4 separate regions of the Zea mays genome follow, and regions 1, 2 and 4 are each linked to region 3. The links are chromatin contacts, called in public Hi-C maps. All regions are on one chromosome and are shown on one strand. Each heading gives the region's core, a stretch centred on a gene start, on an enhancer-like site or on the middle of the called end of the contact. The rest is flanking DNA. Distances are from core to core; before and after follow the strand shown.

Region 1 (7,371 bases), core at 2,868-5,367, 170 kb after region 3:
GTAGCAATACCATAAAATACAGATATAAAGCCGGACTGAAATACAGACAATGGTGGTACATCTCACAACATCAGTACAACAAAAATAAAGTTAGAGCCTTTCCGGGTCCAAACAATACTTCCTTGCATAAGCAACATAGTTCTGCGGCTACTCAAAATGTGCTCCGTATCTCAGAGTCAAAGTGACGACTTTGGAAGATTATATATAACTAGCAACCTGGAGCATTTGCCACTCTGCAGACAGAAAGAGGACTCCAGTCGAATATTCAGCCTAATTAGCCACTTGGAGCATATGTCACTCTGCAGACAGACTGGGACGCATATTCACAAACATGAACCCACATATGATCGCTAGCTTCACTGCCTACACAATTACCAAAATCAGAAATCCTACCATCAGCTACAGATAAAAATATATATTTTGCTTGAAATAAAATAAAACGAACAAAAACATTAGGAAGCAATGTGTCGTCACCTCTGGACATGTCATGGGCCAAAAGATTCGCTCATAACGAATGCTTCAACGAGACTTCGGGCTGCATGCATCTGCTCTGGTGTGCCAGATATCAAAACAGCAGTGTCCATCGCATCGGCTGTAGGCTCAGCGACAGTTATCTTAGCTTCAGAAAACTGCACATAATTAATCGGTCAAGCACACATGACAAGCTATCAGTTGGACACAGTACCAAAAAAAAAACACTAGTTGGATACAGACCTCACGGATCCTGTCCAAACAACCTCCATCCTCACCGCAGAGAACAGGGATAACTAATCTTGGAACCAAGACCTCTGCAGTCAAGTTTGGCATCATAGATGGCTGACCAGGACTGCAAAAACAGCTTAAAGTTATTCATTAAGAAGAGTATCCCCCCCCCCTCCCGGCAAGTAGAAAGAAAATGTGAAAGAACAAACAAACCCTGGAAATCCACCAGCTTCTCTATGCCCTGCTCCAGGGATATCGGATATTGACACTGGATCGCTGAGATCCCGCATGCCCTGCAAAGATTGAGCCACAAAGTTTGCATCAGAATAAGAATACTAAGGAGCGTGGAAGTGTATAGGACGATGCATCATGCCACAAGCTCAAGCAGTAGTGATCGGTTTGGTTTGGTACCTTCACTGTCCAAGGAGCAGCAATCCCATCCAATGGTCGTCCCATGAAATCTTTATGAAACAGGGATGATGATTCATGGTTTCCCGAAAATGGACCAAACTGGGGATCTAACAAACCAAAAGGTGGCCGCATATTAGGCCCCACTGCAGGCATTCTGTCCCGGAAAAGATGGTTACGAAGCCTAGCTGTAACCTGCATTAGAGCTTCTTGAATAGCTTCACAACTTCCGTTTATCTAAAAACAGCAATTCGCAGATAGTAAGCCAAAAATAACTAGAAGTGAAGTAGGTAAAGGTATGAATACTTTCTTTCAACAGTTTGACAATTCTCCGATACAATACAACAACAAAAAAACAGACCTGGATAACTTCATCATGCTCTGGGACACCCCTTGGAATCTTGTCTTTGCTCAACACTACTATAAATGCTCCTGACAGCTTCCTCATTTCAGCTATGATACTACCACCCTTGCCGAGAACACAACCAACTTGGTTTCCAGAAACGATCAGCCTACACGTTGCAGGACCTTCCTTCTTATCAGAGCTAGGTAACATAATTTTACGCTGCACATGCAGAATGGCATTCTGTGCAGGGGAGATTCCATCACTCGGATGCTACAAAACAGATGCCAAGGCAAATAGATACATCAGTCATCACTGACTAGTCTCCTTGTAAACTTCATATGACAATTAAACACTAAGAGTTAAGTCCATGGAAATCTTATAAATTCTTTTTAAGTCATTAGAATTGCAAAAAAAAAAGAGCCACCAAATGTATTAATACCTCTGAGGAGTCAAAATAAAAACAAAACAATAATTTAACCAAACAAGAAAGAATTGCAAAAAATGTATTGCCATTCCTATTAATGGTATCGCATACAGTGGTGCCAATAGGGAAAATTGTAAATAGAGCACACAAAAATGTATCAGCATTGCACCGACACTAAATGGATCCATAAAATTTACAACTATAGAAATAAAGAATGGAGTCTGGCAAAATAAATCGCATATCTCAGCCAAATGCCGTTTTGCCCAGTAAGCAGATGGAAAATGCATTAAATACAAACAGATGAAAATCAGACACAATCATTTGCAACAAGAGATAGTGAAAGTGGTTACCGCAGGTCCAGATATACTTATGATGCGATCATCTGTTTTTGGAACAGTGTCAAGAACTTTAATTTCACAGCCTGTATCATTTTGAATGGTTTTAACAATATTTCCACCCTTGCCTATTATACTGCCAACCTTGTCTTGTGGACACAGCATCCTAAAGGAGAGGGATTCTATAGCCACTGAGGCATGACCATGTATTGGAGGTTGAAGATCAACTATATCAAAAGGTCCATTGGCTTGGGATGGCGGGCCTTGCAAAGGTATATGGAAGTTAGATTGCATTCCAGAGGGAAGACCATCAGGCTGGCTGAACAAAGAACGTGACGATGATCCAGAAGAATGAACATCAGCAACTGCATCAGTTTCCTTGGGTGGATGAGCTAAGAGCACTTCAGATACAGCATTGAGACCTTTCCTTACTGAGTCAATCTCTCCAGTGATCTGGGTGGATGATATATCAACAAATACCAAGAGCAAAAGTAAGTGTTTTTACAATAAAAACTGAGACCTTACAGCATAATCAAAGCAAAAGAAGGTTACAAGATACAACCATATGGAAAATGACAGTGAAATCCAGTGCTGAAAAATTATACCTGGCAAAGTTTGTCATTCAACAGAGCACATGACGGAAGGTTGTCTTTCAAAACACGGATTTCACAGCCGTTATCTGCTGCCATTTGCTTAACCACACTACCGCCCTTCCCCAGGAGCCAACCTGCTTGGCTGTATAGCACCAACATTCGCAACGAAACAGGAGCGCTTGCAGCAGATGCGTTCCCAGTTTCATTATTACCTTCAGTTGCAAAAATCCTATCGAATACAAGTGAAACGGCCTTCAGTGCCAACGGTATTACCCTCTCTGGTTCTAACTTTGTAACTTTCGCAACCAAGGGATCATCCTTTTCTCCCTTATTGTGTTCTTTCTCTGAATCATTCTTTTCTTCCGTACCATGGTCTTTCTCGAAACCATCTATTTCTTCCTTACCACTTCCTTTCTCTGAATCATCATTCTGCTCGTTGCAGTTGTTCTCCTCTGGATCAACGTTTTGCTCCTTGCTGTTGTTATCTTTATCCTTCTCATGGTCACCACCAGTAGAAGCAGCAGCACCTCCGTCATTCTCTCCGCCTTGCTCGCTGCCAGCTTCTTCATCCTTGTTGGCAGCAGTTATGAAGATGACTCTCTCGTCACAGCCGGGGGCTGCCCTATCAACCCTGATTCTCATCCTGGTTTCTTGACGTATCTTTGCAATAATGGCACCTCCTTTGCCAATCACATTACCAGATTTTGAAGCCGGGCAGAGAATACGGAAAATGGGAACACCAGGCTCGATTTTGAACTGAGATTTATGTGGAGAAGGGTGCTTCGTCTTCTGCCACTTGCCCCGGCCATCGTAGTCTGAAGATCTTCTCTGAAAAGGCCTCTTGGAAGGTGTCATGCGTGAAGCCATGCCTTCTCCTAGTCCACAAACAAGCAGAGAGCAACAATGTTAGTGTAAAGGAGGTACAACGGCCAGCTGGGCGACAACCGATATTTTTGCAAAAAAACAAAAAAAAAACAAAAGGAGTTTGCAGGAATACATATGTATACACTTGGGATTGGGTAAGATCAGATTCGAATACAGATAGCTAGGGTTTGGGTGCTCGTGTTCGCACAGCAGGAAGGACGGGATACAAGGCTAGGGTTAGGGTTTGGGTGCTCGGTTTCGCACACGAGAAATGAAAGACAAGGGGTGCGCATACCTGGTGGGTGCTCGCCGCCTACGAAGGTCACGAAGATGGAGGTCTGGCGGCGGCCGCCCTTTCGTCGGCAGCAGACACAGGAAAAGAGAGCGCACGCGAGGGCTCCCGAGGACTAAACTTGATTCGGGCCCCGGCCCACTGCTCTCTTTCACTATTAAGACCTGATATTTATATTTTGTATGCCCTTAAACCCCTCGCACAATATCATACGACTCTTGCAATTTGAGAGCTATACAATATGAACATTTTCCCCTGAGCATCTAAAACCATTTAAGTGTTTAAAACTCCGAAAGAAATTTTTACTTCAACGATAAGACCTTAAATAATACTTCTTCCGTTTTTGTCGTGTTTTAGTTTATAAATAAATTAGTCGACGATAAATATTCAAGAACCGATGTAGTATTATTTAGAAAATAAATTTTATTATTAGAAAAATAAATAGTTATAGATTAAGAGGAAATAAGGATAAGACTTCAACAAACGGGTACTATATTTAGCAACTGAGAGACCGAGCTCTATAATCGTTTGATGAATTTGTATAAATAAAACCAATATTCGAGAGTGATTTATGGTACAGAGCCCTATATTTTAAAACACAACCTTGTTTAGGGCTCTTCTTGTAGATGCTTTTAAAGCGGTAGGTAGACTTCAAATTGAGCATGCACCATGTTGCGTGGCGGACGTAAGTGTGTGTTTAAGCTAACATAATACCTTGTCCTAAAATATAATCTATTTTATACTAAATATATATTCATTAAATATGTCTATATTCATTCATTTGAATTCAAGATAACTATATTTTAAGATAGAAGAAGTACAAATATAACTCACTAACCAATTCCATATATCTTAATATATAGGTACCCTACATTGTTCCATAAGCAAATGGCTACTTTTGCTTGCTTATAAAATACCACGCTTTTAATTTAGCCAGGAAATAGCTTAACAAACACAGGGCCGTCTTACCGCAAGCATATAGGTGAGGGCGTATTAATTAATTATATGTTTTTTTCTTTCGATAAAACGTGTCAACGTTTTTTCCTTAAATATAGTTCACGTTTCCCACCACCTCGTCTTGTTCGTTGTGCACGCGGCGTGGGCCAAGACGTTGCTGACCATCCGGGACCACCAGAGTCCGGGCCCCGCACGTCGGAGGCGCGCGTAGGCGGCGGGAGCCTGTGCGCCTCGGGCGGGCGCACGGGTCACGTGGCGTCACGAGGCCCCCCTGACCTGACCTGAATGGCTTCTTCTCTTCTCCCTCCCGGCAGGCCGCCGTAGCACACGTGGCCTACACGCGCTGCAGTGCAGCCTCTGCCTGGCTGGCTCGCTCCGTTTCCGCCTAAAGCTCGAGCCGAGCCGATGAATGGCGGAAGCAAGAGGAGAGGAGTGAACAGTGAAGAAGCGAAGCCGAGCGGGTGGACCGGTGACGAACTGCCGGCTGTCGGCTGGGCTCGGATCCGGTAGAAAAGGGCGTGCCCTTCCTCCTCCGCCCATCCATTTTCTCGCAAGGCAAAGGCAGCCGCAGCCCCGCAGCAGCAGCACCAGCAGCGGCACGGCCCCGAGGTCGGGTCGTCTCCCCACACCCGAAATCCCCTCGCGCACCACACAAAATCCTCCAGCCACCTCCCCACCCCACCGCCGGCGCTCTGCTCGCCGGACCTTCGCACGCGGCCGGAGACACAGAAAGAAAGAGAGATCCGGGCCCCGCCGGCTCCGATATCCGCCCCTCCCCTGCCCGCCGCCGCTGGATTCCGCGCCCTCCTCCTCGATCCTACCGCAGGGCCCTCACTCTGGTGACCACGCCTCTTCTCTTTTCCTTCCCTTCCATTTAATTTCGTCGCCGCACCTCCGTCCACTGCATGTTCGCCACTACACTACTACTAGCCCGCCGGACGATACCCGGATGCTCCTGTCTCGTGTCCGGAATGCGATGGTGATTGGTCGCTGTGCTGCTGGGTTCGGTTGATGCGCCCCGAGGCGGCCAGGCCAGTGACCGAGTGGTTTGGGCTGTTTGGCTGCGGATGCTTTAGGGGCTTGATTGGGCTGGAATATGATGGCCGTGATCGGAATCAGTCTACGATTATCTCTCTCCGTGCCATTGGCATCGATACAGCCCCCTTCTGATTGGGATTGCTACAATTCGACCATGCACATGCACTCGCCTTCACATGCTAATTACATAATTACCAACATCCCATTTTTACGTAGTCTTCCAATGTAACTTGCACTCAAAGCTGCTGGCTAGTGGCTCGTCGAATCATCAACCGCCTGCGCTTGGGAGGGGGTACTGACGCTCAAATTTGCCCGCGTACTTCTTCTTACCGCTTTGGATGCAGTGCAGTACACTTATGTAGCTAGATTAGGTGGTGCATGTTTACTGATTCTTTTATTATATTCACAAATACGATCAAATCTATTGTCTTTATTTGCCCAAAACTTGATATTCCATTGTTTGCTTTTCTCAGCTCCCTTGTGACTTCAGCTCTGTCCCTTTTCGAGTAGTAGGTATCATGGTCATGAAGATGGAGCACGAGGACAATGGTGCCATCGGAGGAACTGATGGCACGTGGACAGAGGACGACCGAGCTCTCGGCGCTGCTGTGCTTGGAGCAGATGCCTTTGCATATCTAACAAAAGGAGGTGGTGCCATATCCGAGGGCCTTGTTGCCACATCTTTGCCGGGTGACTTGCAGAACAAACTCCAGGAGCTTGTTGAATCCGAGAGCCCCGGTACCAGTTGGAACTATGCTATCTTCTGGCAGCTCTCACGCACAAAGTCTGGTGATCTCGTCCTTGGATGGGGGGATGGCTGCTGCCGTGAACCCCGCGATGGAGAGCTGGGAGCTGCTGCTTCTGCAGGCAGCGAAGATAGCAAGCAGAGGATGCGCAAACGTGCGCTGCAGCGGTTGCACATCGCATTCGGAGTTGCTGACGAGGAGGATTATTCCCCTGGTATTGATCAGGTCACAGATACTGAGATGTTCTTCCTGGCATCTATGTACTTTGCGTTTCCCCGTCACGCTGGTGGCCCTGGCCAAGCATTTGCAGCAGGCATCCCCATCTGGGTTCCCAATAGTGAGCGCAAGGTTGTACCAGCCAACTACTGTTACCGTGGGTTCCTTGCAAATGCGGCAGGATTTAGGACTATTGTTTTGGTGCCATTTGAGAGTGGCGTCCTTGAACTGGGCTCAACGCAGCACATAGCTGAGAGTTCTGGTACTGTCCAGACAGTAAGGTCTGTATTTGCAGGAACAAGTGGTAATAAGTCTGCAGTGCAGAGACACGAGGCTGAAAGGTCACCCGGTTTGGCGAAGATCTTTGGGAAGGATTTGAACCTTGGCCGGCCTTCAGTCGGGCTGGCGGTCGGTGTATCTAATTCTAAGGTGGATGAGAGGACATGGGAG
Region 2 (7,036 bases), core at 2,344-4,843, 240 kb before region 3:
CATGGGAGGGCAGATCATGCCGATGCCCACGAGGCTTGGAGAGAAGTCGAAGTAGAAGCGCTTCTTGTAGGCCTCGAGGCCGAAGAGAGGGAAAGCCTGGAAGCCGCAGCCGTCGCCTCCCGTGTAGAACCACTGGAACACCGCCCAGCTGAAGCTCCCGCCTAGAGATCGCAGCAGAGTGGCTATCTGCAATCTTTTATTATTTATGTGGCTTGCCATTAGAAACTAATCTTGCATTGGTTATTGCTATTTGATTGAAAACTAAAGATGCTGCATTGCGTTTGCATGCGTGTGTTTACTTTGCTGTTGCTGCTCCCGCTGGCGTGTGGAAGCTGTTGACAAGCCCAGCTATGGCCGACCCCGATGGGAACAGCAGCTTGTAGTCCAGGATCATGACCTGCATTGCAATGCGTGTACATCAGCATCATCATTCTTCTTCTTATTCTCTAGCTTGTTGATGAATGGAATCAGATGAGACGACAGATGGTGACCACCCACCAGACCTTGGTCAAGGGGAGCGTGATGAACAAGCTGGTGAAGCCGGTGAGGAAGCTGAACGCCATCATCTTGCCGAGATGCAGCGTGTACACGTTGTTGCCCGTCCCCGGGGCCCCGGCCGATTTCGCCACGGGCGGCGACATGGCCGGCAGGAAGGACGTGAAGCCGCCGTAGAGCGACAGCGTGGCGCAGGCGATGACGCAGGTCTGCACCACCACGTTCTCCTGGCGGGTGAAGGGCTGGGTGGCCACGCCGCAGCGGCCCAGCAGCCGCGTCCACGAGCTGATCACGAAGAAGCTCACCAGGCTCGCCGACATGTTGAAGGACGGCACCAGGCCGATGGTCAGCCCCATCCTCATCGACATGAAGCTGAACACGGCGCCCACGAACACACTCGCCGTCACGGAACGCACCGTCACCTGCCGCCACCACGGCGCCGGCGACTGCCCAGCGAAGAGCGCCTCCACCGACGCCTCATCGTGTTCGTGCTCCTTGTCCCTGGCAGGCTCAGGCTCATCGGGCTCATGGTCATGCTCGCCGCCGCCCATGTCCCCTGATCCCCTCGCGTCGCCTGAGATGCTTGCGAGGCCTCTCCTCAAACCGGGGGCATGGCCTGGCCTCCGCCAACACAAGCACTGCTTTTTTTAGGATTCAGGGAACAGATTAGTGGACTGCCAACCACAGGGTCCTCCTTTCCTTTCTTGGCCAAACGACATTCCGTTTGTGATTGTTGATACCAAAAAACCAGTTTAAATCAGTACTAAATCACACCCCGTCGAAAGATATTAATTGCACACTTTTGGGGTAGCCACACAATTACAACAGACGCCAGTGTCCAGAGCACTGGGTACGCATTTCCTGCTTCAGATTTCTTGCATCAAAGCAACACGAGCAGTACAAAGATGGATAACAATCTCATAGATGCAAGGGCAATTCATCTTAATTTATCCAAAGTTCTAACACAGGCCATACAGCCTTGACCTTTATCTACCCCACCGTAGCAAATAAACTCGCTTCGCTTCAAGAGGCTTTATAATGTTCATTCATGGTACTTCCTTCTTATGGCACGAAATAAAGGGGGCAGAAACGCTTGGATTGGACAGTTACTCAGCCACATTAACCAATTCATACTCTATTAGAGACAGGTTGTTGTCTTCCTTCACCGTGAAACTGGCTGGCTCTACAGCCTCAATCCGCCCCCACTTGTCCACTGCAAGCCTCATTGATCCTTTGAACATGTCTATTTTGGCATTGCGCAAGATCACTGTCGCATTGGGCTTCAGCAAGTCAACTGCAAAGGAGAAGAGCACATCATAAGCCCAGGACAAATGCACAGTCAAAACAATCATCAACCATGACGTCCACATGACATCAAAGATAAAAAGAAGCCAAGAATAAATGGTTTCAAACGCCAGTTGTAACCATGAATGAGAGGCTGATAGCGCTGCATGTACTGTACACCCTCTGGGATGCAGTCATACAGTTAAAAAAATAAATAAGAGCAAAGACAAAATAATTGTCCTTAAAAAGATGCAAACCATGGAATCAAGCTAACAATGGCACATTCGAAAGCTTTGATGGCATTTGCTGAACTTCAGTTGAAGACAACACTCTCAAGGATATGGAATCAAGTAACGGCTGATACTTTGGACTCTCTGAGATGGCACATGGTCTGCTGATTGTACGCACTGTTGCATACATAAAAGAAGGTCGGCTGACCTCATTTCCGTTCAAAGTAGGAAGCAGATGTGCCGCCATAGTGTGTCAGTACATGAGATCCAAGTAACCTATATGAGCAGCTGGTGCACAGTTGTTTATTATGATCCATCATCTTAGCTCAATTTAAATGCATCGCATCGCATAAGAGGCCTAAAAGGTAAGGGCAATAAGTAACGGTTGATAGTTACTTTTGACCTCTTGTTATGTGGTCGGCTGATTGTACACACTGTCGCACATAAAGGAATGCCAACAAACATTTGTCGGAAGCTACACAGGCTCAGTTTCGCTACCGGCTATCTCATCCATAACTGAAACTAGGGGTATCTTTGGTTTGAGGAATGGCCTGGTCCAAAATCTTGTCAAATCCTTACTTTGTTTTGTTTTGGTCTGTGGAATATGAGTAGGTTCTCCACCAAGTCGTTCCTCACAAGCTACTAATTAGTACAAACATGAGAAATAAACTCATGATGCAGCACCTAACCTTGGGGATGAGCTTGTTCCAGAAATCAAACACACCATAAATAAATTCTTAACAAGACGAGGTCGTCTGAAGTACTTTTTTCCCCAGCCTTTTGGTTTTGTATATCATATAATCAGCAACAAAAATTTGCATTGGCAACTAGGATTGAAATGACGCGCTCATACATCTGACATCCCAGCGGCTACTGCGAAAACAATAACAATAACCAATTGACTAATAAGAGATAGAAGGCCGCAAACCTCATCTTCCTCCGCAGAATCGTTTTGCAGTCAGATCACAGTCGCAGGTAGAGAAATCTAGTCCTCCACAGCGGAGCAGAAAACGAACGATAGAGGGAAAGGGAAGGCAGAGCACGTAGGAGGGGAGGACAAACGTTCACCTTGGTCGTTGCGGGCGGTGAAGACGATGGCGCCGGTCTCGTCCCCGACGAGGCACTCGGCGATGCGCGGCGCGCGGGATGGGGCGGCGGCGGGTGCGCCTGGGCGCGCGCGCCCAGGCACGGGGGTGGCGCTGACGACCTTGACGGTGAGGGTGTGCCCGTTGGTGCCCGGCCTGAGCTGGTCGACCTTGGTGAAGACGGGCCTCCGGAGCGCCGGCTTGTCGCTGCCGCCCTGCGCCGCCGCTGTGGACATCGCCGGTGGTGTGGTGCGGGTGGAGGCGGCGAGGTTCTGCAATGCGGTGCGGAAACCCTAGTGGGTGCGGTGGTGGAGTATTTTGGGGTGGGAAACAGTGGAACAAGAGGACGAGAGAGTAGTTGGGCTGAGCCTGGATTGCCCCCAATGTCGTGGGCCGGGCCAATTTTGTTTCGTTTTCATTCGAAAACCCCCGGTTCGAGTTTAAGCTCTGCACCAATCAAATGATACAGACATTTGTATGAGCTCATCAGTCAGCCAGAGCGGGCGATGAGTGAGCCTCCATCCACTCACTCCCACGATGAGCAGAATAGTCAATAGTAGCAGGATGGCCGCCAGTCACGTGCGAGGCACGATGCCTGCAAAATCGCGACCGCGTCGTGTGGGGTCCCCACCCACTTCCGCTCTGCTCACGTGCCGTGCCCGTGTGCATCGGGGAAAAAACAGCAGCAGGGGCCGAATCGGAGCTCCGCCGCCGGCAGATCTGCGCCGGCCGGTCTGCTCCGCCCAGCGGACATGGACCGCGACGGCCGCCCGGGGTGGCTACCGTCGCTGGGCTTCGCCTTCCTCAGCTTCAACTGCGGGATGGCCGTCTACCGCTCCTGGGACGACCCCTACGCCGTCGCCTTCGTCCTCGCCGCGTACGCCGCCCTCGTCCTCCTCTTCCGCTGCCTCCACCTTCTGGAGCGCCGCCGGGACCAGCGCCTCAAGCTCGCCGTCTGGGGCCTCTCCACGCTCCTCACACTCATGTTCTCGTACAAGATCGCCGCCGTGATGCCGCCCTGGGCCCAGCTGCTCGTCTGGGGCATGGGGATCCTCACCGTCGTTGCGGGATTCTACGCCTTCTTCGTCGCCCGCCCGGAGGAGCCCTGACCCTTCGTTCGTCTCCATGCCGCCCCCCCCCCCCCCCCCCCCCCCCCCCCCCGACATCAACATGGTACGCGCCTGTTTTCTACCTATTATTTAGAGGCCTACGGTTTCCATTTATAAATATTATAAATATAGAGTATAAAACACAAAATACATGTATATTTTGTTGGCTAGATGAGTATAAATGCAGGTTTGGAGCCAACTATCATGGTTTGAATCCCAACACCTCCTTGCTCCAAACATTTGGGGGTGACCACCAAACCACACATAACTTAGTGTTTATAAATATCTCAATATCTACTGCTCTATTAAGAACCTAATGTGAGTACCTGGTGCTACCACATCTTCACCCTCCACGCTGACACTCTGGGCCCGCCCTACGTGCATGCCAGCTATTGCGCCTGCTCAGCACCCGACCCCACCCACGTAGCTACCACACAGCGCAAAAAAGTGCAGAGCGAGCACTCGAACCCACACCCTAGCTCCGGAAATTTGGGGCTAACCACCAGACCACACGTACCTTAGTGTTTAGAAATAAATAATAATTATATTTGAATAAATATCTTAATACATATTTATATGATATATAAAAGCCGTAGCAAAGCACATGCAACTGGCTAGTACAATTGATTTGTGTTAGTTTCCTTGATTACCCTTGATGATTAGTAGGCTGTCGCGAGAGAGAACAAATGTTGTATATTGCGTAGCCAGTAGCATGGTGGGTAATTTCGTGCAGTTCATGAGGAGATATAAAAACAATGTTTTTAAAGTACCATGTAAGGAGCTTCATGAATTTTATAAAACTGGTTTCTAGTTTCGTTTTTTAATGCTAGAGCTCGTGGAGCTAGACCTGTTTGGATGGAAGAAGTTAGAACGAAGTTGAAATTCTTGAAGTGAAGCTCTCCCAAACAGAGCCTAGTATAGAAGTAGCCCAGTGATATGCGGCTTCATTTCCATTCCATCATCGCTGACTTGGACATAGACAAACTTGTGTTGTTGTTGCTATCTCTTGGCCTGAAGCTAGCATCTTTGATTTGATTAGATCTCCGTACTAACCACCATGGACAGGTCCCCAACAATTATTAGGATCCGGATTTTGGAATTGTTGACTGGCTTGAGTTTGTAAGATTGTTGAATGCTTGATGTATTGCATAGGGGTGGTTACATATATATAGACTCACAGGAATATCCTAATGGGCCAGCAGCCCAACAGTGGTGCCCCCCCGACACAAAGAGAACACACACAGTCTAACGTCACCCTGTAGTCGCAACAGGGGCATCGCAACACGATGAGACTGGAGTAGAAGCCGAAGGTAGGAATCAACGGGTTGAAATCCCCCGCAGTCGCAACGTCGTGAGGTGCGAATGTTGCGACTGGAGTAGAGACCGGTGTGTACTCCAAGATGATAGCCCCTAGATGTCAAGGTAACCAAAGTCGAGGCGGCTGTGGTCAAGAGACACGTAGCAGTATCCTGTTCTTTGGGAGGGGTCGACGTTCGAGCGTCAACGATCGACGGGACAATGCAAAAGGGACAACAGTAGCACCGTGGACCTTCTTGCTTCTTTCCGTGTCCGGTCATCGAGGAGCCCCGCAAGGGAGGCCGACAGCAGCACACGCATCTGCGCCGGACAGAGTAGAAGGGGTAACGGCGGATCCGTCCGGAAAGGCCACGACAGTGACGGATCTAGCCAAGAAGACGGTGATCCGGCCAAAGGGACAACAGATCAAGCCGGGAAGGCCGCAACAACGTGGATCCAGCCAGGGAGACCGCGGCAGCGACAGAACCAACGATGGCAGCAATGAAGGGGGAGGGAGACGCGATGGGTCCAGCCGGGTAGGGGCCTGTGCCGAAATCAACCATACAGGGGGTGATGATGCCGATGACGGGAGAAGCTTGAAGGAGAGGCGCTGTTGGTCGAGGTGGTCGACACTAGGGAGAGCACGCCGACAGGGGAGGTCGCGACGTGCGCAACGGGAAAGGAGGCTACCAGAGAGGCCAGGGCCACCGCTGCAGGGGTGGCCAGGTGCTGCCACAGGGCAAGGGACGTGTTGGGTGCCTCGACGGGCTTAGATCAGGCCAAAGAAGGCGGGGAGCTAGAGGCAGAGGAGGGGCGGCATCGGCCGCCAGAGTAGTAGTAGTAGCAGATCCGGGGGGAGACGACTGTCAGCCATGAGTGTGGACGAGGCGGCGGCGACTCCGCGGGAGCGCAGGCCTGCACACGCGGTGGTTGTAGCTCGTGCCCGCACGCCTGCTCGTGCGGTTGCGGCCCACGCCCGCGTGCTCGCGGATTTGGTGACGTAGACGCAGGGGCGCGTGGATCTGGTAGTGGCGGCTTGGGAGGCGCCAGCCTATGAGGCCGGGGAAGAAGGCCGCGCCCGCGACCAGTGAGGCAGCTACGCGTGCGGTCAGGGAAGGTGAGGGGCTGGCCGACAGGGGCGGCCATGGCTGCGAAGGGGAGAAGGGCCACTGGCGCAAGCCTAGTGGTCACGAGCAGGTCGGCGACGACAGAGGGAGAGCCGGCGGGGAGGGGCCACCATGACGAGGCCGAGGAAGGGGAGGCCGCGCTTCCGGCACAGCAGAGGCAAGTGTGGGGCCTCGACCGCGTGTGGTGCCACGTCGTGGCGGGCCGCGGGCGTGTCGGCCTGGCGTGGGTGCGGGGCGGATCCGGCGACAGGTCAAGGTGGCCGGTGCGGCCCAGACGGCGGGTGCAGGGCGGATCCGGAGGCGTGACCCGGAGCAGAGGAGGCTTCGCCCCGCCGTCACCTCCGGCAGCGCACGGACGAGGGAGGCGTGACCCTGGTGGCTGTTCTCCTGCTGAGGTGAAAAAGGGTGGC
Region 3 (6,901 bases), core at 3,816-6,315:
AAACTACAGCTCTATGCTAGAGTTGAAACATAGGGTAGTCCTAAACACCCCCTAATATATACCTACTCCCGATTTAGAAACAATGTTAGTTTCCTAACCGGGACTCTATAGCCACTATCTCCACTAGCTAGCTCGTGCTACTAATTAACGTATGTTGTTAATCGCTATTCACTTATGCTTAGCTGGTTTTGTGATTTGCCACAGAATATAATCTTGCTCCGCTGTCGACAGCAGTTATAGGCTTGAATCCAAATTATTCGACTAGCTTCCTTCTTTAGATAAATGATTTCTATAGATCAAGACGTTTTTTTTAACGTACGATCAAGACGTTTTGGATAGGAGTATCCATTCGGTGTATGGTGGAAGTCTCTACAATTCTACAAAGACCAAAAAGAGCCCCACATGATGCCTTCTACGAAAAGGATATCGTCCCTCTTCATTCCAATCCACACCCAAATATAAACGGAAATAACGTATCATGTTTTATTCAAATAAAAGTTTGCAATATTTACCATTTCTTTTGCATGTTTACAATATATACGTCGGTCAAAACAATCATACATATCATAACATGAACATGTTGCAAGCATATGTGGTTAGATAAAAGAAGTTCAATGGCCAACGATCTATAATAAGATTATTTGATTGATTATATATAAAACTTTTCTATATATGTTATGTTGTTTTCCTCTTTCATTACATCATATACGTAATAAAAAAAGGTTTTTATACCTGACACAAACCATTTTATTTTAATTATCCAATAATCATCCTAAAAATATTCAGCGAAGTAATTTATACTTAAACTAGGCCTGGACAACACTACGTACAACCAAACTGAATTTTTTGTATTTTGGACTTTTTTCGAAAAAAATCACGTTTAGATTCTAGAAAAATTTAATGTCATTTTTATATTCTTTGCTCGGCGTCATAGCCTATGGCGCTGAGGTAACACAGTTCGACGTTATAGTCTATAACGCCGAGATACCTACTGTGCTGGCACAACCTGAATGTCGTGGTGCCGACGTGGCACCGAGCTCGGCGCCGGTTGTATAAAAAATTCGGTCGTCCTCCCCTGTATGCATGTGCCGTGTCTATTGTTCCGTGGGAAAAAAAACGTACGGTTGCTCTTTCTCACATCTCACACCTAAACAAATCCAATGTGGCATGATGAAAAATAGAAAAAAGAAAGAAATGTTGATGCGAAGGCTCGCCTGAGCCAGGAGTAGATCTTTTGGTGGCGAAATGAAAAGCAACCGGCAAAGGAGCCTCTGAGACCTCAAATCATAGTATGTACTGCCAGTACTGGCGTGGCGCCCTTTTTCTTCGCTGTAACACTGCCCTACTCGTCCCCTCCTATCATCAGCTGCGTGACAGCCAGCCAGCCCACAGGCCGTCTCGTCTCCGATCCACCACTCTCTCCGCTGGGCGGTGGGTGGCCGAGCAGCGAGCAAAAGGCCAGGCCAGGCGAGGACGGGACTTCCATTCCTGAAGCAAGGAAAGGACGACCCCGACACCTCCCGAGCGCTCTGTGCTTCTGTCTGCTCCACCTCTCCACTCCACCACTGACACCTCACCCATGGCCGCCGTTCGTGGTTTTTCAGTGGCTCAGTGCAAAATTTAATATAGATGCATCATCCACACACAAATATATATAATTATACGTATATTATTGAATATTTAACGTATAAAAATTATTATGTACTGTTTTAAAATTTATAAGATAACAAATATAAAATATAGCAAAAAACACTTACTTGTTATATGATATTATTAAAAATATCTTCTAACATTTTGTGATACAAAGTCATCGCTTATATCATCGAGATCAATCTCATCCAACAACTTTTTTTTCGATATACAGAATCCTAAAACCATTTAACCTCTCTTGAGTTATAGTTGATCATAAATAGTTCATAAAAAAATTTAATTTTAAAAAGTTTCTCTCTACCGAAGCAACCATCATATGTATAGTTTATAATACTCTCTCTATATCAAAATAAAGTTTGTTTTGCTTCTTTAGTGGATTTATCATCATCAATATAAACATAAAAATTAAGAGCTAAACCAAATACTATTTTGAAACGGATGGAGTATTCGATAAGTAATTGAGACATTAGTTTAACAATATAAACGAGATTAGTCGATAACTCGATAGCGCATCGCTTTTTGCGTATTCGTGTCTAGAATAGATAGGTTTAATAAAAAAATGCTAGCGTCAAGTGGCTAGAGGCCCTTTGTTTTTTGGGGCCCGGTGCGGCCGCACCCTCGGCACCCCCTCAGGGCCGGCCCTGACCTCACCTCACGCTGTCATGGAATGGAAGCAGAGCAGCGGAACGCACACCGGTAGCAAGCAGCAGACATGCATGCAGGGGAGGACGGCCGAATTTTTTATACAACCGAGCTCGGCGGCGTCGAGCTCGGTGCCACGGCGTCCAAGTTGTGCCAACGCAGCAGGTATCTCGGCACCATAGACTATGGCGCTGAGCTGTGTTACCTCAGCGCCATTAAATTTTTCTAGGATCCAAACATGCTTTTTTCCGAAAAAAGACTAAAATACAAAAATTCGGTTCAACCAAAAGCCAAGAACTGTCGTCACTTTGTGTTTTTTCTTGCATGCGGTACTTTTCTCTTCGCTAATATATGTTTGTTTATTGAAGGATTTTTTTTAAAAGGGTCAACATCGAGGAGGATCAAAGGATCCTCGCCTGAATATTCATTTTACATGCGGTAGGTAGCAGATGACATTGTGCAATTTCTAGATTAAAGTACAAAGATCACATGCATAATCTTGCAAAAGGCCAGTATCAGTAATAAGATGAAAAATTGGAGAATGTGTTTCAGTGCTGAAAAATTGGAGCCTGTTGGTGGCGGAAGTGTGGCGGCGGCACCGCGGCAGGCAATGCAACTCTGGGCCTACCTATGTCTGTGTTGAGTCTTAATGGGTTGGGCCGGTGGTCCGTAGAAATATCTTCACCTCTAGAGATAATAATAGATACCTGAAACCCGAAAATTCGACAGGTTTTATTCAATATATAGGTAGGTTGAAATGTTTTCTCTATCCGCGGGTATAATAGTGGACCAAAATCTCTATCCGTCGGGTAGACGAATATAGATATGAATGGGTACTACCATATCCATATACCCATGAGTAAATTATACATCCATCATAATATTATTATCAATAATGAGCATATCTTAGCTAAAGAAAATCCTTCTCTGAATATTATTTTTTAACTACTAAGTTATGTAATCACATGATTTCTATATTTTAAGGTGAACTTATATTTGTGTGTTTATTTGACATTTTAAGTGATAGAAATATTAGAATTTAAGACCTTTCTAGTGAGTACGGGTTACTCGACGGGTAAAATTATCCGCACAAGTACAAATATGGGTAAGATTTAATATCTACGAGCGTATTTGGGTAACCCAACAAATATAATTTTATTAATGGATATGAGTATGAAATGGTACTATCCGACAGATATATAGTCGTTACATCCCTATCCTATGCGTCTGAGTGGAAAATGGTACCACATAAATTATATGCACGAGGCATGCGGCACGTGTGGCCACCGCTGGCATGCGTCTGAGTCTGATCCGATCCTTCACACAAGACATAAACAACAACTAGCCAATTGCTCATATTTTAATACGGTTGTTATATATTATATAAATAGGTCTGTTAGTTAGCTCCAAATTTATGGAGCTGTGGGCGTAGGTTCGAGTGCTCTCTCTATACTTTTTTTTACAGTGTGGTAGCTGCGTGGGCGGGATCGGGTGCTGAGCAAACACAGTAACCGACTGCGCGAGCACTAGGGTCCACAGGGTAGTAGCTGAGAGAGTGTTGCGCGGATGTTCGGCGTGGGGCCCATAGGACACGACATCGAGGCGGGGCGCGTGGGGTCGGAGAGCCAGTCGGGACACGTGGAGCGGATCCAGTGTGTCAGCGCGGAGGGTGAAGTCGTAGTAGCACCAGATAACTACATTAGGTTCTTAATAGAGTAGTATAGAATGAGCTGCGCTTCCCTGCCCTATAGATGGCCAAATGTGCGTGCCAAAATGGGCTGACACTAAGCACGTCACGATCGTAGTGTTTCGGCACGACACGGGCACGAGCACGATTCATATAGTGCTAGTGCTGACGCGACACAGGTCTAGTACCGTGCTTGAACCGCCACTCCGACACGATAGACTGGCACGAGCACGACACGACACGATTAAGTGACCGACACAGTTAGACATTACTTAGACCAACCAATGATATATAAATATAATTGTGACATGTGCTTGTTATTGTAAATTATTCTTTGTGATGTTTTAAATATAATGAGTTCAGGAATAAATATTCAAGTTTTAAAATTATATATAATTTATATTTTTTGAGCTTTTAAAATAAAATAGTGTTTGAACTGATACAGACACTATTATATGTTAGTGTCGTACCAGTACGACATGATTATACATTATAGGTGTAGTAACTAGGCCGCTAGTGCCGCACGGGCGCACGGCAAGACACGGTTAGTAGTAGTTTGTAGTAGTGTGGTGCCGTGGTGGCTAAGAGCAACTTCAATAGTTGTGTAAATTTTAGCTCTCTAAATCACAGATTTAATAAGTTGCTAAATGGTTTTTGGAGTAAAAAAATGTGAGTTCTCCAATAGTTCTCTAAATATAGGTTGTAATTTTGTTTTGTATCTATCCACATAAAAAATAAGTTACAAAAACTATATAATGCAGTCTAACATTTTTATTTAGGGAGTTGATAAATGATTGCCAAATGTAGAGAGAAAATAAGGTTAGATGACAAGTTGTTAAATTTAGAAAGTTCGTTTAGAGAACAGTTGGAGAATAGATTTTATGTTAATTACCTAAATTATTGATTTAGGAAGTCTTTTAGAGAACTACTGGAGTTGCTCTAATAGTGCTATGCCGTGCCGGTGTTTGGCCTAATACACCCTGGCCACGCCGCTGTGGCCGGCCGCGCGCACCCGTCTCGACGTCTCGTCGCCTCCGCGGCTGCTGCACCACAGCCACAGCCCACAGGTGCCTGCCCATCTCCATCTCTTTTAACTTCCCCTCCCTCGCCCTCCTCGACTCCGCGGACACACGTCATTAGATGTTTGGTGTCGCGGGCTACGTGGACCTGCTGTCGCGATGCGGCGAAGCGCGGGCGATTGTGCGGATCCAGGCGGCGCTGCTTACGTCCGGGCAGCTCCCGCGGAGTGTGGAGCTCCACGACGCGCTCATCCGGGCCCTCTCCCGCTCCGCGCGCCCGCACCTCGCGCTTCCGCTCTACGCCCACCTCCTCCGCGCCGGCCTCCTTCCCACCCCGCACACCCTTCCTTCCCTCCTCAAGTCCATGGCGCTGTCCCCGGCAGTACCGGGCGCCGCGGTGCTGGCACTTACCGTGCACACCCACGCCGTCAAGCTCGGTCTGGACCGGTTCGTCCTCGTCAGCAACGCGCTTATCCGCGTGCACGCGGGCTTCCTCGGCAGCCTCGCCGACGGGCTTCTCCTCCTGCGGACGGCCGCTGCAGTGGATGCCTCGACGTTCAACACCCTCATCACCGCCTACGCGAGGGCGGGCCGGCTCGCTGACGCCCGGGCACTGTTTGACGAAATGCCTGCGAGGAATGCTGTGTCTTGGAGCGCCATGGTGAATGGGTATGTTCAGGCCGGTGATGGGAGGGAAGCACTGAGGATATTCGCGCGGATGCAGGCTGAGGATGTCCGCCCGGATGACACAGTGCTCGTGGGGGTGCTCGCAGCTTGTGCACAGCACGGGGCACTGGAGCAGGGGAAGTGGGTGCATGGTTACCTCAAGGCTCATGGCATTAAGATCAACCTGTTTTTTGGCACTGCTTTGGTTGATATGTATTCCAAGTGTGGTGAGGTGCAGCTCGCAATGGACGTTTTTGAAAGAATGCAGTACAAGAATGTGCTGGCTTGGACTACTATGATAAAAGGACTGGCAATGCACGGACGAGGTTCGGAGGCTGTAATGCTCTTCGCTCAGATGGAGAGCTCAGGTATCAGACCGGATGACATTGCCTTCATTGGTGTGTTGTGTGCGTGCACACATGCAGGGTTGGTTGACAAGGGCCGAGAGCTTTTCGATTCGATGGTGAGAAAGTATGGCATTAAACCAAAGATTGAGCACTACGGATGCATGGTAGACCTCCTGGCACGAAATGGCTTTCTTTATGAGGCCAAAGAGATGATTCAGAAAATGCCCATGGAACCCGATGCCTTGATCTGGGGAGCTCTGATGGCTGGTTGTAGATTTCACAAGAATGTGGAATTCGCCGAGTATGTTGCCAAGCATTGGATCTTGTTGGAACCTGACAAAAGTGGCGCTTATGTACTTCTATCTAACATTTATGCTGCATCAGGTAGGCATGCTTCTGCTAGGGAAATCAGGCACCTAATGCGTGAAAAGGGAGTTGACAAGACACCTGGTTGTAGCACTGTGGAGGTTAATGGAGTTATTCATCAATTCATTGTTGGAGATCTCTCTCATCCTCGCATAAAAGATATTTTGTCAAAATGGTATGAGATTGATACTAGAATTAGATTGGAGGAGGGTTACATCCCAGACATGAAGGAAGTTTTGCTTGACATCGAAGAAGAAGAGAAGGAGGGTGCTCTTAGTCGGCATAGTGAGAAGCTGGCAATTGCATTTGCTTTGATTAGTATAAGTGACAATATGCCTATTCGGATATTCAAGAACCTTAGAGTTTGCCATGATTGCCATCATGTTACCAAACTAATATCCAAAGTATATGGGAGAGAAATTGTTGTTAGAGATAGAACACGCTTCCATTTGTTCAAAGAAGGCACCTGTTCTTGCAAGGACTATTGGTAGCAGTTAACACCTTTATGCTCAAATCTCTACTGT
Region 4 (7,050 bases), core at 852-3,351, 220 kb after region 3:
GCTCTGTATTTAGTGTGTCTGTTTTGTACCATTCCATTATTCTTATTTTTTACCGTTTCTACAGCGTGTGAGGCTTTAGTTCAACTTGCATTCCATTTTATTAGGAAATCTGCCAATTTGAACACAAGTCTTTTCCAATCTGAGAAGGCCGCTACTTTGTCAAGGTGATGCATAAATTTGTTTTAGTTCTATTTTTCCCGTCTTTCGTATCTATGCTTTTAACTTGCTATATGTGTGATGTGTCCTCTGTTGTGTTTGTTGTACCTACATAGATTTTTTGGAGCATCTAATGACTTACTTCACAAACTCCACCAATTTTTTTGGAGCTAGAACTATCCCAAACAGAACGACCTTAGATTTCACTAATTGTACCTACATAGATTTTTTGGAGTATCTAATGACTTACTTCACAAACTCCACCAATTTTTTTGGAGCTAGAACTATCCCAAACAGAACGACCTTAGATTTCACTAACTGTTACACATGACCTATGCATATCATCAAAACACCCATGCTAAGTGCTTACTTCTCTGAGGAATATATGGCTGCGCTTGAAGGTATGTGAACCAACAGTAGTTTCAAATTACAGACACTATTTATCTACTTTAATAACACCACTAAAAATATTGTTCATACAAAATTCTTTATGTTAAACCATGGACCGTATGCTTATGATTTGCCATCTATGATTTAAATACGTTTTCCTTTATACCATCAATGAATTGGTGCCCTGCTATGTATCAACTAATATCATAAATATTTATTCTACCTCTATTGTTGACTCAAGAAGCTCAGTTCCGGTTACAATCCGGACCACGACAGTGCTAACAAAACACCATGAACAGTCCATTCGAAAAAACTAGAGGAAGAACTTCAGAGCACCTTTTGTTACTATGCAGTGAGAATAACCTACTTATATGTAAATATATGGCAACATGGTGTTTTCCATACAAATATTATGCTAAACTTACATGTTCCTCTTAATCCTAGCTACATTGGATCATCTTTTGTTAATTGTTACTACGCGACTATGCACCCTGTTATGAAATTAGCTATTATAAATTCTCAAATGGTGCAACACTACGATAACATCGTGGCCTGCTATAGTCTATGCTATGTTGGCTGTAAATTGTATAGACTATCTTTATCTACATATTTTTTTTGTCTTAAATACTACTCCATCCGTTTTTTTATTTGTCGTCGATTAATTCAAAGCTGAACTAACAGGCGATAAGTATTCAAGAGCAGAGATAGTATTTAGTTATATGTGCGCGCTAGCACGCGCAATTTAATAGTGGCTAATATGTTCATCCATATTCCCATCTTTTTGTAGTATTGATGCTAAATATCGAAAGATATCTTTCCTATATATTATTTAACCTTCTAACCTAACATCTTCTTCTACTGTGTAGTAGTACTAAAGTCATATCTTGTATATTTGGTTTTAGTTATACTTAGTCTAAAATTTTTAAACTATAGAGTCCATAGTTTAAGTTTTTTATTTAACTATGTTTGACTTTCATCGACCAACACTCTGGTATCCATAAAAAGTACTACATCCGTTTTTAAATATATACCATCGTCGATTTTTTTAACTTTGACTACTCGCCTTATTCAGAAAAATGTGAATTATTATTTATTTTATTATGATTTATTTTATCGCTTAATGTTGTTTGAGCATGACTTTGAAATGTTATTTTAAATAAGACGTGTGGCTAAAGTTTTTTTAAAAAAGTCAACGGCATTATATATTTAAGAACGGAGGAAGTATACATCAAGAGTTATTTCTCATATGTTAGTCGTTTATTTATTTAAGATATAAGATGACGATTGTGGATTGGAATAAAAAAAAGAGAAAAAGAAAGATGGGCAACGGCACTAGAAAGCCAACTTCATCCGCTCCACTCCAATACGGTTGTAGGGTTCGCATGAACTGCCTGTCTCAACGGCCTACTCACCACACTGGTGGGCGGCGGCGGCACAGCACAAACGGCAAACGATTCGAAAGTTGAGGGGTCCTTTCCTAAAAATCCACTCCCTCTCTTCTCTTGTCGCCCTCTTTTTCTTGTGCTCTGCTCGTCTGGTCGGGAAGGAGCCCAAGCCTTCCGCTTCCTCACCCCGCTAGTCCCATACCCTAGCCAGGGGGGGATCGCACCTCTTCCGACGATGTCGACCCACGCCGCCTCCCGCCGCTCCTCCTCCTCGTCCGCGGTCGCCAAGCGCCCCGCGATAGCGGAGGGAGCTACCAAGGCGGCGGGACCGGGCCCCACCGCCGCGCAGGCGAAGAAGCGCACCGCGCTCGTCAACATCACCAACGTCGCCGCTCCGGGGGCGAGGGTCGCCGCCGTTGGGAAGGTCGCGCCACCGGTCACCGGCGCGGTACGTGCGGCTCTGCCCGTCAGGGATCGTTTTGTTGTGCAGTTGGGGGAGTTACTTTCATGGGGGGGGGGGGGGGGGGGGGGGGGGGGGGGGGGGGGGGCGGAAGCCTTGCGCTGCGCCTTCGTTTTCTCCGACCCACGGTTCTTGTTCCTCAGAGTCAGCGGCACTGTTGTATCAATGCTTTCGATTTTCTTCATCTCGATTTCCAAATGCTGTTTACGGTTTCCTAACCCTTCCCTGCGGGGTCCGGGAAACCTTTTGTTTTCTTCTGACATTCGCCATTTCTTCCTCTGGTGCTATAAATGCTACCGCAGTGCTGCACCCCATGAACTTGTTACAACTTTTTTTTATTGGTTGACGGTTTTGAAATCTTGGATTCTGCTCACCATGGTCAAAGCCCCAGACCACCTTCGTACAAAAGAAAGCCCCCCTTGGTCTTCGCAACGTGACAATCTTTCTGTCTTTGTTTGCTCTAGAATCTCATCCAGAAGTTTGAAATAACTTGTCTATAGTGTCGCCACTGTTTCTTTGCAGTACCTGATTAGTGGAGGTTCCAGGCAGAGGTTTGAAATAACTTGTCCCTTTTGTTCAAATTCAAATCTCATGCAGAAGTTGAATCCAGCTACCTCAGGTGCACCCTTAAAGAAGCCATCTTTGGCAAATGCTCGCACCATCCGGGGTTCTGCTGCGAAGTCGGCTTCCATCAAGCCAGCTCCACCAGTATCACGCCATGACAGCAGCTCAGAGCAGAAGCATAATGTTCTTGTGCCTACCACTGTCCATGTGCCAAGTCGTGCTCCTGCCTTGGTACCCTACAGCAGTTTCGTGTCTCCTGGACGTTCAAGAGATTCAGTTTCTACTGATGAGACGATGTCGACTTGTGACTCCATGAAAAGCCCGGACTTCGAGTACATAGACAATGGGGGTTGCTCGATGCTGGCTTCGTTGCAGCGACGGGCGGATGAACATCTGCGTACATCAGAGGACAGAGACGTTGAAGGTCTGCTGAGATTCAGATTTCCATTTTTAAGTATGTTTTTGTCAATTTTCTTGTTGATTCAGCCGCGTGTGGCCTGTTTTCTTTTGCAGAAAATAAGTGGAAGAAAAATGGCCCTGCCCCAATGGAAATCGACAGCATCTGTGAAGTTGACAGTAACCTCGAGGATCCACAGTTGTGCGCCGCTCTGGCTTCTGACATCTACATGCATCTGCGAGAAGCTGAGGTAACACATTCTTTCCTGAACCCTGGTGCCAAAATGGTTTCCCTCAAGCACTGAACATAAGAAATCTTGGCTTGACTGCAAAATATCTACATTGACGCCACTAAATAAGCTAGGTTGTAGTATACTTACAACTTACTTTAAGCGTGTTTGATCATTTTATAACTGCAGTTTACCAGTGTGGGAACACTTCCTGATTGTGTTTTTTTTTTCAAAAAAAGAACACTTTCTGATTCTTTTATGTGAAGTTTCATTGTTGGTGCATTAATGAAGCTCGATTTGATCAAATTCTTTTCGGAGAAAAATTGAGCTACACTTCATCTGTACATACGTTGAAGCGTCTTAGCAAGCTCTGCTTCTTCCTTGTTTGTCACTAATAGTGTGCTTTGCTTTCTGGCAGATGAAGAAAAGACCATCGACTGATTTCATGAAGACGATTCAAAAGGATGTCAACCCTAGCATGAGGGCAATTTTGATAGACTGGCTCGTGGAAGTAAGTTTTTCCTGCTAAGCATAAGAAAAGCCTAGAGAATAATCTTGTCAACTTATATTCATGATGGGTTTTCCTCGTGCAGGTTGCTGAAGAATATCGTCTTGCTCCTGATACCTTGTACCTGACAGTCAACTACATCGACCGTTATCTTTCTGGCAACGAGATCAATCGCCAAAGGCTGCAATTACTTGGTGTTGCTTGCATGCTTATAGCGGCGTAAGATTCTGTTTCTCCTCCCCTTTATTTCTTTCAGTTATCATTAGGCTGTTGGCATGCTAGATTTTGACGTGTTGGTAACTTCAAATCCAGAAAATACGAGGAGATATGTGCACCCCAGGTTGAAGAATTCTGCTACATAACAGACAATACATACTTCAGAGACGAGGTTTGTTTTGTGTGTGTGTTTAAAAAAAGATACAGTAGACATTATCTGATATTCTCTTGTTTGTCACTCACGGTCACTAATAAATAACCTGTACGTTCAAAGGTTCTAGAAATGGAAGCTTCTGTGCTGAACTACTTGAAGTTTGAAATGACAGCGCCTACGGCAAAGTGTTTCTTGAGGTGCTTTTCTGTTCTGCCTCATTGTAGTAGAGTTTATGGACCAATCCAACTTCTGCCACTAACTCTTGTTGCTTACAATAGGAGATTTGCTCGTTCTGCACAGGCGTGTGATGAGGTACTGCTGCCATACACTCCAGGAAGGAAGGAAGGAATTACATGTATATGTGGCAGGCAGGGATTCGCTGATAATGCCACTACTCTTTCTTTGTACAGGATCCTGCTCTGCATCTGGAGTTCCTGGCCAATTACATCGCTGAGCTATCCCTGCTGGAGTACAGTCTTCTGTCTTACCCTCCATCACTAATCGCTGCCTCAGCTATTTTCTTGGCGAGATTTGTACTCCAGCCAACGAAGTATCCTTGGGTAGGTTGGCAGCATATCTTCTTTGTGTAGCAGTTGTTGCCTGATGAGAATGATACTGTCTTGGTGGCTGACACTCGTTACATCTGGAAGCAGAACTCCACGCTTGCTCACTACACGCAGTACAAGCCGTCCGAATTGAGCGAGTGTGTAAAGACACTGCACCGCCTTTCCAGTGTTGGTCCTGGGAGCAACCTCCCAGCAATCAGAGAAAAGTACAGCCAGCACAAAGTAGGTGACCAAGATATTATTCTTCAGTTCAAAACAGCTCTACCGACCGTTAGTACTAATATATGTCTTCCTTCCTCACCAGTACAAATTTGTCGCGAAGAAGCAGTGCCCGCCACAAATCCCTGCCGAATTCTTCAGGGATGCGGCATGCTAGACAATAGAAAGAAGCCCAGCGGTTGCTTACTTGATTGATTCTTCTCCCTGATGTGGCCAGTTCCTGTTTGTGGTCATGTATGTTACAAATCCAGAGAGTTCAATAGCAGCACTCCACGGCATGCATATGTATCTGGAACCATGTTTAGCTACTACGCTGATGGAATCTGCAAGTCAAGTGCTGTGCCTTGAGATAGATATATGTAACGAACAGCTAGTTCGACCTTGGTACAGAAAAGCATTCTTCCAGCGCCCTGTACGTATATGCAGCTGGGTCTGATCTGTTGTATGCCTGAACTGCACAACAACAGATGAAGAACCAAATCATGATGACTAACCAATTTAATTTAATTTATTAGCTGTTTCTGACCTAGCTAATCTGCGCTTTGGAGTTGGAAACACACAGCATCATGCTGGCTGCTGACTCTATAATAGTTTTGTTCTTTTTTGTTGGTATATGCCTGTTCGTTTCATCTCAGTATGGCTGTCTAACAACATCTGTACACCAAATAAACACGTTGTAAAAATAAATCTAACCATTTATCTATTAATACTAATTAGAAATATATGGTCAGATTTACATTTGCTTGATTTGTGGACGGCTCTAGAGGTTGATTTATTTTGGAACAAATGATATACAAGTTACTCCCTCTAGCGCCTTATTATTTATCGTTTTGGATGAGGTTTAAGTAAAATTTAACTACAAATAACTGTTTTGTTATTTAGTTTTGAAACCTAATATTTATACTCATGCATTTATCCTAAAAAGTAATTTTGTAAAAGTATAAATGTGTTAAAAGTTTATTTGTATCTAAAAAAACAATGGACAAATCTATATTTTGCCAGAATTAAATTTTTACTCTAAAAAATATTGTATGTATATATATAAATATATATATATATATACATATGTATATATGTATATATATACATATGTATATATGTATATATGTATACATATGTATATATGTATATATGTATACATATATATATATATATATATACATATATATATATATATATATATATATATATATATATATATATATATATATATATATATATATATATATATATATATATATGCACACACACTTTGCGGTGGAATCAAATCGAAATCGACTTTTCCTGTGATTGGCCAGGTAGTTGCTTATTCGAGGAGCTCACGCTACTTCCCTTAGTGTGGGACCCACCGAGCAAGCGAATGTGGGCCACACGGCGGAAACTGCCGGCAGTATTACCTGGCTCTGCTTGATCTTCAGCGGAGGGACGTCGTGTGGCCTCTGTCAATCAAGTCCTTGCGGATAATACTACAAGGAAAGAGCTGCATTTATGAGTTCGACTCGCGGCACAATGCAAGACCACGTGTTGATAAGATGGCTGATTAGTTAACCGGACCACGAGACGAGAGGACACAGAGGATCCTAGCACACTACCATGCACTTCGCTGTCCCTACTCCAGCTATAGATGGCCAAAAAGCACGAGGCCCGTGAGCCCGGCACGAAGCCCGCTTTTTGGGCCCGGTCCGAGCACGGCACGGTAGAATAAGCGGGCGGGCTTGGACAGGAAACTAGGCACGGCGGGCTAGCCCGGCACGGCCTGTTTACCTCTAAGCCCGTTAAACCCGTTTTTTTTACACTAAAACGTGC

The links. A called contact is a pair of places that touch in the nucleus more often than the background predicts.
Region 1: a contact with region 3 is called in a Hi-C map of tassel, with 2.6 times the contacts expected there. The contact joins the promoter of LOC100285619 here to the promoter of LOC103636848 in region 3. A contact is called at or near these places in 8 of 25 Hi-C or Micro-C datasets (bundle sheath, ear, endosperm and 3 more).
Region 2: a contact with region 3 is called in a Hi-C map of tassel, with 2.7 times the contacts expected there. The contact joins the promoter of LOC100276687 here to the promoter of LOC103636848 in region 3. A contact is called at or near these places in 17 of 25 Hi-C or Micro-C datasets (bundle sheath, ear, endosperm and 6 more) and 2 of 3 datasets of contacts at active chromatin or transcription factors (leaf and seedling).
Region 4: a contact with region 3 is called in a Hi-C map of bundle sheath, with 3 times the contacts expected there. The contact joins the promoter of LOC542336 here to the promoter of LOC103636848 in region 3. A contact is called at or near these places in 2 of 25 Hi-C or Micro-C datasets (bundle sheath and ear).

The regions. Positions count from the first base shown.
Region 1 is chr8:30,008,932-30,016,302 of Zm-B73-REFERENCE-NAM-5.0, reverse strand. It overlaps LOC100285619 (nucleic acid binding protein), which reads right to left and starts at 4,117. Exons shown (of 9, transcript NM_001158510.2): 1 at 3,968-4,117; 2 at 2,821-3,683; 3 at 2,231-2,668; 4 at 1,472-1,726; 5 at 1,114-1,347; 6 at 916-995; 7 at 715-826; 8 at 475-629; 9 at 1-363. The coding sequence starts at 3,675. The coding sequence ends at 486. It overlaps LOC100279287, which reads left to right and starts at 5,471. Exons shown (of 2, transcript NM_001152308.2): 1 at 5,471-5,760; 2 at 6,470-7,371. The coding sequence starts at 6,478.
Region 2 is chr8:30,410,503-30,417,538 of Zm-B73-REFERENCE-NAM-5.0, reverse strand. It overlaps LOC100276687, which reads left to right and starts at 3,593. Exons shown (of 2, transcript NM_001150414.2): 1 at 3,593-4,267. The coding sequence starts at 3,847. The coding sequence ends at 4,203. LOC100272828 reads right to left here and starts at 3,381. Exons shown (of 2, transcript NM_001147281.1): 1 at 3,078-3,381; 2 at 1,254-1,789. The coding sequence starts at 3,330. The coding sequence ends at 1,602. It overlaps LOC103635020 (probable metal-nicotianamine transporter YSL1), which reads right to left and starts at 983. Exons shown (of 2, transcript XM_035961653.1): 1 at 504-983; 2 at 1-397. The coding sequence starts at 219.
Region 3 is chr8:30,175,661-30,182,561 of Zm-B73-REFERENCE-NAM-5.0, reverse strand. It overlaps LOC103636848 (pentatricopeptide repeat-containing protein At5g66520), which reads left to right and starts at 5,065. Exons shown (of 5, transcript XM_035961651.1): 1 at 5,065-6,901. The coding sequence starts at 5,120. The coding sequence ends at 6,868.
Region 4 is chr8:29,949,916-29,956,965 of Zm-B73-REFERENCE-NAM-5.0, reverse strand. LOC542336 (cyclin 2) reads left to right here and starts at 2,101. Exons shown (of 11, transcript NM_001111917.2): 1 at 2,101-2,379; 2 at 2,989-3,379; 3 at 3,469-3,602; 4 at 4,000-4,092; 5 at 4,175-4,308; 6 at 4,402-4,477; 7 at 4,580-4,656; 8 at 4,738-4,771; 9 at 4,870-5,019; 10 at 5,113-5,247; 11 at 5,330-5,767. The coding sequence starts at 2,167. The coding sequence ends at 5,401.